Regions from separate parts of the Gasterosteus aculeatus genome. Here region 2 is linked to region 1. A link is a contact called in public Hi-C data. All regions are on one chromosome and are shown on one strand. Each heading gives the region's core, a stretch centred on a gene start, on an enhancer-like site or on the middle of the called end of the contact. The rest is flanking DNA. Distances are from core to core; before and after follow the strand shown. Region 1 holds the start of LOC120829778. Region 2 has its middle 18 kb from the start of LOC120828908.

Evidence for each region. Hi-C and Micro-C count contacts between places; a contact is called where the count stands out from the background.
Region 2: a contact with region 1 is called in a Hi-C map of tail fin, with 2.1 times the contacts expected there. The contact joins the enhancer-like site here to the promoter of LOC120829778 in region 1. A contact is called at or near these places in 3 of 6 Hi-C or Micro-C datasets (skeletal muscle, tail fin and whole body).

The regions. Positions count from the first base shown.
Region 1 is chr2:24,636,068-24,640,375 of fGasAcu3.hap1.1, reverse strand. LOC120829778 reads left to right here and starts at 1,976. Exons shown (of 5, transcript XM_078087688.1): 1 at 1,976-3,336; 2 at 3,973-4,105. The coding sequence starts at 3,218.
Region 2 is chr2:24,843,716-24,848,023 of fGasAcu3.hap1.1, reverse strand. No RefSeq gene overlaps it. Among protein-coding and RNA genes, the nearest start is that of LOC120828908, 18 kb to the left of the region's middle. Within about 2 kb of position 1,968, at least 3 of the 9 cell types and tissues checked have open chromatin away from gene starts, as enhancers often do.

The DNA of each region.
Region 1 (4,308 bases), core at 727-3,226:
GTTGCTTAACTATTTTAAGTATTCTCAACTCTTTTCTTGAGTCTAATGTTTGCTGGGATCTTCTCCAACCCTGTAAAACCTGCACCAACATACCTGATGTGAGTCGGACAGACGGATCGCGGGTCAGTCCGCCCGTGTTCTCCGTGCTGCCACATGTACATTCACGCACGTATCAGTGTGGAACTGCTGTGCGTGTTTTTAATTCCACACTTTTCCAGGGAGGGGGAAGGAATTTCAGAGTGGGGGCGCCTCCCTGTTCCAATGGTAAGAGAAACACCAGGTTAAGGCAAGCGAGTATCATTGTAACGTAGCAAAGCTAAAGGACAACTGGCTTAATGACGCACACAAACAGCAGCCTCCTAAGTGAATACCTTTGGGACCTAAAACTAGTCGTTATCCTTGTATTATACAGTAAATACAAAGCTGTACTGGGTTGACAGGCTTCAGACTACCAGGAACACTCGCATCACTCCACGGAGAACCTCCCAATGGGGTATTTCTCTAACTTCAACCGGTAAAGCTGCTGCTCCCTCACTTTTATTCACCTTGTGATCTTCGCTGTTGCCACGGCAGCAGAACACAACAAAGCATCACGTGCCGTAACATTTGTTTCCAGGCGCCGGGTTTCTTCTTCTCAGAGTAGCACCAAGGCCCGGCCCACAGCTCTGGTTCTGTCGCCGCCCCTCTGTGGTCCAGGTGGGAGAGAATGATTGTCCAGCGGCAGCAGTCCAGCGGCGGGACTCATCTCCTGTGACATCGTGTCCAAAGAAATGCTCTCACCTTATTTCAAAGTGGCAGGTTTTCCCTCAGCGCCGGTTTGCAGCAGTTTCCTTGAAATAAAGCTCTCCTCTTTCCTTCTGTTCGGTCCAGCTTTCCCTCGTCTTCTTTCCATTGCATAAGTGTAGCCACTCTCCGTTGGTCCCTCTCTTTTGGCCAAAAGCTTAAAGAGCGCAGAAAATCCCACCGTTATTATGACTTCAACTTTCCACTGTCTCGGTGCCCTCCAGAAGGGAACAAAGTATTATCATTGCAGTTAGAACTCCTGCCCAGTGTAAAGCTCTGCAGTGTTCACGGAGTAGAAATACATACGCAAGTGTGACATAATATCTGTAACAAAACACTGTTAACACATGAGTAGATGAGCTAAAACCTGCTAACCCAACGTTCAGTAGGTGAAAGTCCCCCACCGGCTGATGTAGAGGACAGCGGTTTCACACCGAGATAGGTACGTGTGTCAGGTGGTCAGGTGTCTCAGTGGTGATCACCTCGAGGACTAAACTGAGGGAACATGCAGGGAGGACGGAGAGGATGTACATTAAGTCTGAAAATAGCATCGCATGCTCCATGTTCAGGGTCAATGATGGAAGGATGTGCCGATGGAACCTGATTAGGGGCATTCAGAGGGAACGGTTAGTCGATGAAAAGAGGCGAACAATTATTGGTTCTAATCAGGGCTCAAAGTGGGCCGCTACTCACCGCTATTCAGTACCGGCACAGTACATTTCACTCTTTACCGGCACCTTTTTGTTGCGTACTGCTGCTTCTCGCATGTATCCGGCCTGGTACTCAGAGGCATTGGTACCCAGAGGGCACGAGCACTACGCCACCTACCTCAGGTCCTGATGAATCACATTTCAATTCATTTTATTTTGTATAGCCAAAAATAGCAAATGACAAATTTGCCTCAGAGAGTTTTACAGTGATGCGACACGTCCTCTGTCTGGAAACCCTCACATCGGCACAGGAAGACAAACAGGGACGAAACCTTAGTGAGACCGTCATCCCTCTCCCCTTTAAAAAGAACAAAGTGCTGAACACGTAGCAGCATCCTGTGAGCTCAGACAGAAGCTGTCAACAGACGGGACGGAAACGCTCAACTCAAGCCTTTGCTTCTGACAACAGCACGAAAATATGACCACAGAGACTCAAGAGCACACATTAAGGCAGCGGGATAGAGGAGATGACACCCTGCAAAGAGCTGAGCAGGCAAGTTCAATCTATGCACACACACGCACACACGCACACACGCACACACGCACACGCGCACACACGACTTGTTTAAATAAATACATACATTTATGTTGCTGTTAATGAATTGTTGTTGTACCTCCATGTCTCCAAGCTTTGTTTTCCTCTGTATAAATCTCAGAGGTCACAATGATTTTCAAGCACTGGTTCAAATAGCTCCAATAATTACACAGAGGGATGTTTGTCAATTTAAAAGAACAGTTTGCACATAAAGATAGTTAAGTTAAATAGTACATGCTTTATGGCTGATGGACATGATTCTGCCACTACCAGAGACATGTTAGGCTTCTCCATCTCACTCCTCAGCATTCCAAATATGGTTCCTACATTTCATTGGTGGCGAAAAAACACACGGCAACTGCCCTATTCTGAGACGGCGATGGAAAAATGATGAATGCAAGGTTTCAAAAGGTGCAGGTCTATGGGCTCACCTGCAGGGTGGACCCCACGGTCACATCTGGGTGGCTCCTCTTGGTTTGCAGACCTCAGCTGGATTGAAGAGTTCTTTCTTCTTAGCAACCAGTAGGAAGCACTGGAGCATCCTTTACGAAAGGATGGAGATCATACATGTCGTCGCTGCACACTGACCGTCTCTGTATGTGTATTTACGTGCGACATGTGGCGATGTGCACACATCGTCATTGAATCCTATCCTTGTTTTGTCTCTGTGACTTAATTATTCCGTTTGATATGCGTGGAATAGATAAAACGATTACTAACCGAACAAGTTATTTTCTAGATTAGATCTTCATCGCACAACATGTGACTAATAATCTAGCGGTCAGTATTATCATTAACCAGGAAAAACACATTTCCTACATGGTGCTTGTTGTCAAATCTAATCCAATTAACTCTCTCATGTGGAAACATCTGGATACAGCGGCACGCCACAGTGCATTGTGGGTAGTCCGGAGCAGGCGTGACATAAACGCCGATGACCAATGCCGACGCCAATGACGTCACGAAGCGCCCTCCCGCTCAACAGAGGGCGGTTCGAACCTTCAAGCTGTCCGCGAGCCGCCATCCGGCCGCAGAAGAAGAAGAAGAAGAAGAAGAAGAAGAAGAGGAAGAGGAAGAAGAAGAAGAAGAAGAGGAAGAAGAAGAAGAAGAAGAAGAAGAAGAAGAAGAAGTTCTGTTTGGGACACACGCGCGGAGGTTTAAAGGTGCTGTGATGACGTAATGTAACGAAATGTCTCAGAAACATTCAAAGTCGAAACTTAAACGCAACAAGTCGTCCTTCAGAGACGAGCATCCGGCGAAGACGTCACCGAAGAGGAGCGCGCTCGCGCCGACAGCGGAGACCGGGAGGTGCGTGCGCGTGCGCGCCAAGCCGCGAACCACGTGGGATCTGACGCACACCTGCGCTCCGACGTCACATCTCGGTTTGGTTTAAGGAAGAATCGCATATTACAGAGTAATGTGAAACGTTACAGACGAGGAGCTTTTAACACGTGAGATGTTGACCCCGTTGACCTTGTTGACCAAATCAAAGACCGATGCAGAATAACAACCGACGCCTGACACTAAACTAACTAAACTAACTAACTAAACTGAACTGAACTGCAACAATGAGTACAAGACGCGCGTCCTCTTAGAGGCCTTTATAAGTACAGGGGGACACATGTCCACACAACGTCCTGCAGTTGCTTCTGGAAAAATGTGAAGGCATTTGTGCTTTTACACTTTGAAGGTCCTGTGTGGATTTGCATTTGTCTGCCTCTTACTTTGTTCTTTACACAAGTAGACACAGTGCATCAGATCAAAGAGCGTTTCATGAATAATTTCATTGGCAGATTAAAAATGCAAACCTAATCATTTAGAAAAAGCCTCTGCTGCTGCGCTGTGAGGATGAATTCTAGTCGTAAACACGGTGAAAAGCTCGCGTGACGTAGCAGCGTGCTGGGGAGGCCTTAGCGATAAGGATCTACGTCATCTGCCCCACAGGTCAGCGTGGTGGAGGGGCGAGTGTCTCCCTGTGGCGGAGAACCTGTGGGCGCTGACGCTGAAGTCCGCTCTGCCCGACCTTGGGGATCTGCACTGGGACCCGGTTCCTGACCTCCCACATCCATCCGCAGCGGTATGAACACATTTCCTGTTCCTGTTCCATACTGAGGCTGGATTCCATACTCCAAAAAATGCCCCCTAACGTCTACTCGTGACCTCTGTGGGAAGCGTCCCGGGGCCAAGGACAAAAAGACACCGCGGTGTTTAGGGACTCGTCTCCACCTTCACTAAGGGACGTAGCTCTGAGACGCACGTTGGTGACGTCAGTCTGCAGCG
Region 2 (4,308 bases), core at 719-3,218, 210 kb before region 1:
ACAGAATTGGGAATTTGAACTTGGATTCACTTTAATCCATTTTAAATTTGTAATCTTTGACAATAAAACCCAATATAATATAGTCTTCAGCTGCACAACAATAATCCAGCACTGCATCATCGTCTGGCCACGTGATGAATTCAAAGCAACTAAGTGGACCTTTTGCTCAAGCTTTTATAAACCGCAGGATCGTTTTTTGCACATTTTCAACTTGAAGATCCAAGAAATGTATGTTTTTCAGAATTTCTTTTCGGTGAGTTTAGAATCTTGCGAATCTTATCATAGGAAACATCAGAAGAGTTCACGTCATCTCTGCTCCAGAACAAAGCCTCTGAGCACATGTCACCGGACCCTCTTCGGCCTCACTCCTGTCCATGTGTCCGAGGGAGGCTCCTTGCTCTTCTCTTCATCCTTCAACACCAACGAGGAGAGCCCTTTGTGAAAGCCTCCGACAGCCTGAGGGGGATGCTCCTCAACCCTGTGCCTTGCTCATTGATATCTGCAGATGTGTCTGCCCTCCACTGGAGAAGGCGCTCACAGCGGGGAATTGAACCTTCCATGTGTTTGTGTACTTTCAAGACCGTGTGCTTGGGCCTGTCGATGTGTATTCCTGAACTTTGTGTTTGTGTGCATACGCTGCTTGAGGAGCTCCATGTTGTATTATTGATGGTCCTCAGGGAGGCATGAAAGCGTAAGCAGGAGGAAGAGAGGAGGTGGGGCTGGCATATACCACAGTGCCAGATTGCATTTAGCAGGCCCACTATGCATGGACAATGTCCAGGGACTATAGGTTTCTATTGAATCTAATGCTGACAGGTGAGGCCCCTGGAGGATAGTGGAGTAGGGAGTTAAACAGGAGGAGGATGGAGCAGGGCCTCTAATGTGAAATTTGCTTAGCATGTTGTTGAAGAACTGGGGTCCGTTTCAAGTAGGAGGTTTAACAAACTCTGAGTCAAACCCTAAACTCTGAGTTGATTTACCCTGAGGTGGAAAACTCTGAGGTTTGGGTTTCAGAACAGCTGTTTAGAGTCGGTTCAATCAGAGTTGAGCGTGTGGACCACCACAGTATGAAGGCAGCATGAATGGAGCCACGATACTACGAGTTACCATGACAACCACCACAAACAATATATTCACAAAACCTTAATCATTGCTATAAGACCTGGGCTGAGGCCAAAACTCTTCCAGGGGTAAGGGTGCTTAACCCTGTCAAATGCCTTTTCCTGGTCTAATGAAATGAGACCAGTCTTAATGCCCAATGAATCAGATGTCCAAAATATCCCGAATTAAGGACACATTTTCCAGTATGTTCCTGCCAGCCACACAGTAAGTTTGGTCTTGGTGGATGAACAGGTCCATTACCTCCCGTAGCCGGTTGGCCAATGCCTTGGGCAGGATCATGTAGTCCGCACAGAGAAGGGACACCGGACTCCAGTTCTTTAATTCTTGCAGGTCTCCTTTTTTCGGCAGCAAGGTCAGCACTGCCCTCCTGCAACTGAGCGGTTTAAAACTCTCATGAAAAACAGTTAAAACTCTACTGGAATCCCGTTGATTCCCGGGGCCTCACCCCGCTCCATGCTCTGTAGAGCTGCGAAGAGTTCGGTTGCCAACAGAGGACCCTCCAAACCGGCATTTATGTCCTCTGGAACTTTTGGAAGCTCCATGCAAAAACAGATCAAGATAAATTATTGATTTTCTGTACTATTTTCCTCAGCCGGTATACTTCCTGGTTTGTTAGGCCTCCTCTGTCCTTACTGCTCATATGCATCCGGGCAAATTTAGCGAGCTTCTCTTTATCGGAGAAGTAATCCTCAACCTTAACTCCCTTCATGTTTTTCGCTTTTTGTAGAAACACTTTTTTCCACACACTGACTCACTCCCCCTCACTCACCTGACTTACCTGCTGGGCAACCCCTGTCTCTTCCTGCCCCCCCTCACTCACCTGACTTACCTGCTGGGCCACTCCTGTCTCTTCCTGCCCCCCTCTCTCACCTGACTTACCGGCTGGGCCACTCCTGTCTCTTCCTGCCCCCCCCCCCTCACTCACCTGGATTAGCTGCTGTATTCCAACTGTTCTCTCTTGTCTCCCTTCATACCCCTGGCTTTCCTACTTAACTCCAACCCCACGCCCCTGACTCCCCTGCTGGACTTCCCCGGTCCCCTCCCCACCAATTGGCTTGACTTCGCCTCCAGAAAAATCACCACCGTGTTATTCAAACGGGCGGCGGACTTCACGCTGCCGTGCCCGACCACTCTCCCCACGGCCAAGCCGCAGTCCTCTACCGAGCACGAAAAACCCGGTGCGATCCCGACGCCGTGTTTCCTTGTCAGACGGGTCGGGTCCATGGTGGCGTTTAGCATGCTGACCAGCGCGAGCAGATCGGCTGCAAAAAACGCACACTTCAGGAATTCTAGCCCCCAAACAAGTCCACACAAACACTAAACACACTTATACACTACAATGCTATGTCTATATCACATCCAACAGTGAAAAGGTACGCTCAAAAAACAACAACTATGTCGCTCTCAACAACACGCTCTGCTCGCGCAAACCTCCTCTACTCGGAAAGAGAGAGAGAGAGAGAGAGAGAGAGAGAGATCTTGAACTTTTTAAATTTCGTTTTAATACTTTTCTAGCTGGACTTTTAATATAGTTGCAGTTATTTTATAGTATTATGGGTTTTTAGTTGATAATAAAATCATCTTTTTAACCTTGCTTTTATGTCTTGTGATCCATGCGGTTTTTCCACTGGTATAAAAGAACCTTGTTTTTATGGAGACCTAGACTCCTCAATTAGGTGGTATTGCTGGTTTTAATTCCTATTTTATATAAATTTGTTTGGGATTTTAAGTCCCCGCCTCACAGGGCTGACATGCAGACTGTAAAGCCCTCCCGGCTATACAAAATACAATAATTAAATTCATTTAATCTAATTTTAAACACGACTACGTGATCATCTTGGAGGTGGAACATGTTGAACTAGCGACTCTTCCTGCAGTGAAATAGCCAAATAAGTTCAGTGAGGCCGAGTCAAAGTCAAAGCTATGGCTCAAACAGAAAAAACAAAATCCCTCATAAAAGATTATTATCTGAGTTTGAATTGAGCAGATATTTGATATTTTAAGGAATTCCACATCATTCATACAAATACACCTCCGTCACAAACAGATTTTTTGTCAGCACTGGATCAGAATGGTGCTCGAGGATAGGCCCAATCCACACAGAGGGGGGGTACTGTGTGCCCATATGGCCGATACGCTATTGACAGCTGACCGTGTGCTTGACAGCAGTATTTCTTTTCTGAGTGCGTGTATGTGTGTGTGTTTGCTGTGCTAGTTGAGGGCACAAGTGTGCAGAGAAGGTGTCAGGTGGGTAGTTCTGCAGCGCCTGATTCCTTGGAACCTGTACAAACCTGACAGAGGTGTATATTGCGCTGATCAGGCTTCCGGCAGTTGTGGCATCTGTTGGCACTTCACGGTTAATGATCACTGTCAGCCAGGAGAGCCCCTCGCTCCCACCCCTGCCCCGGTTATTGATCTCCCCTCTCATTTCGTCCGCCCCCATTGTTTTGCAGCCCCCCCGCCCTCTGGGCCCATGACCATTGCTCATTATTGCCCCAACTCACGCACCTGTTCTCCTCACTGCTTATGACAAATGCTGCGGGGCAACAACAAATAAATAATGAATCTCCTTAAAATGCTACACATGGCATTCTTTAAGTGCAAATCTGAGATCCTTACCCCTTATTGTTACTACTTTCCCACTTGTAATTACACTTCACGTAATTGAAGTTTAATCTTTCCAAATATCCCCGTTTTACAGACATATTGTCAGAAATATTTGCCAGAAATGCACATTTTTCTAGATCAGGCCGAGTGACGCTAGGCAGACTGGAATTGTCATTGACAGCTACACAATGTATCATGATATGATACCTTCATACAGAACATGACATGACACAACATGACCCATTCTGTCAGGTGGAGAACTGTCATGCATGCTAATAGTACTTACATAGAACACACAGTACATGTCTAATGTTGTGTGCGAATCTGCTAACCTGGAGGCCAATCAGACTGAAAACCAGCGAGGGGAAGCAAGAAAGAGTCTTCTCTGCTCCAAACACTGTGACACAATCTGTTGAGTCTCCAGCTTGCACTCAAGAGCTGTTAATGAGTGTGCAGAGTTGAATGAAAATTCCCAGTTGGTGCAGAAAAGGTTTTTTTGAAATGGTGGTTTTCAGCATGAGGCATCGGGGAGAAAGTGAATGGTCTTGATTAGACATTGAAATCTTTTTGTATATGACA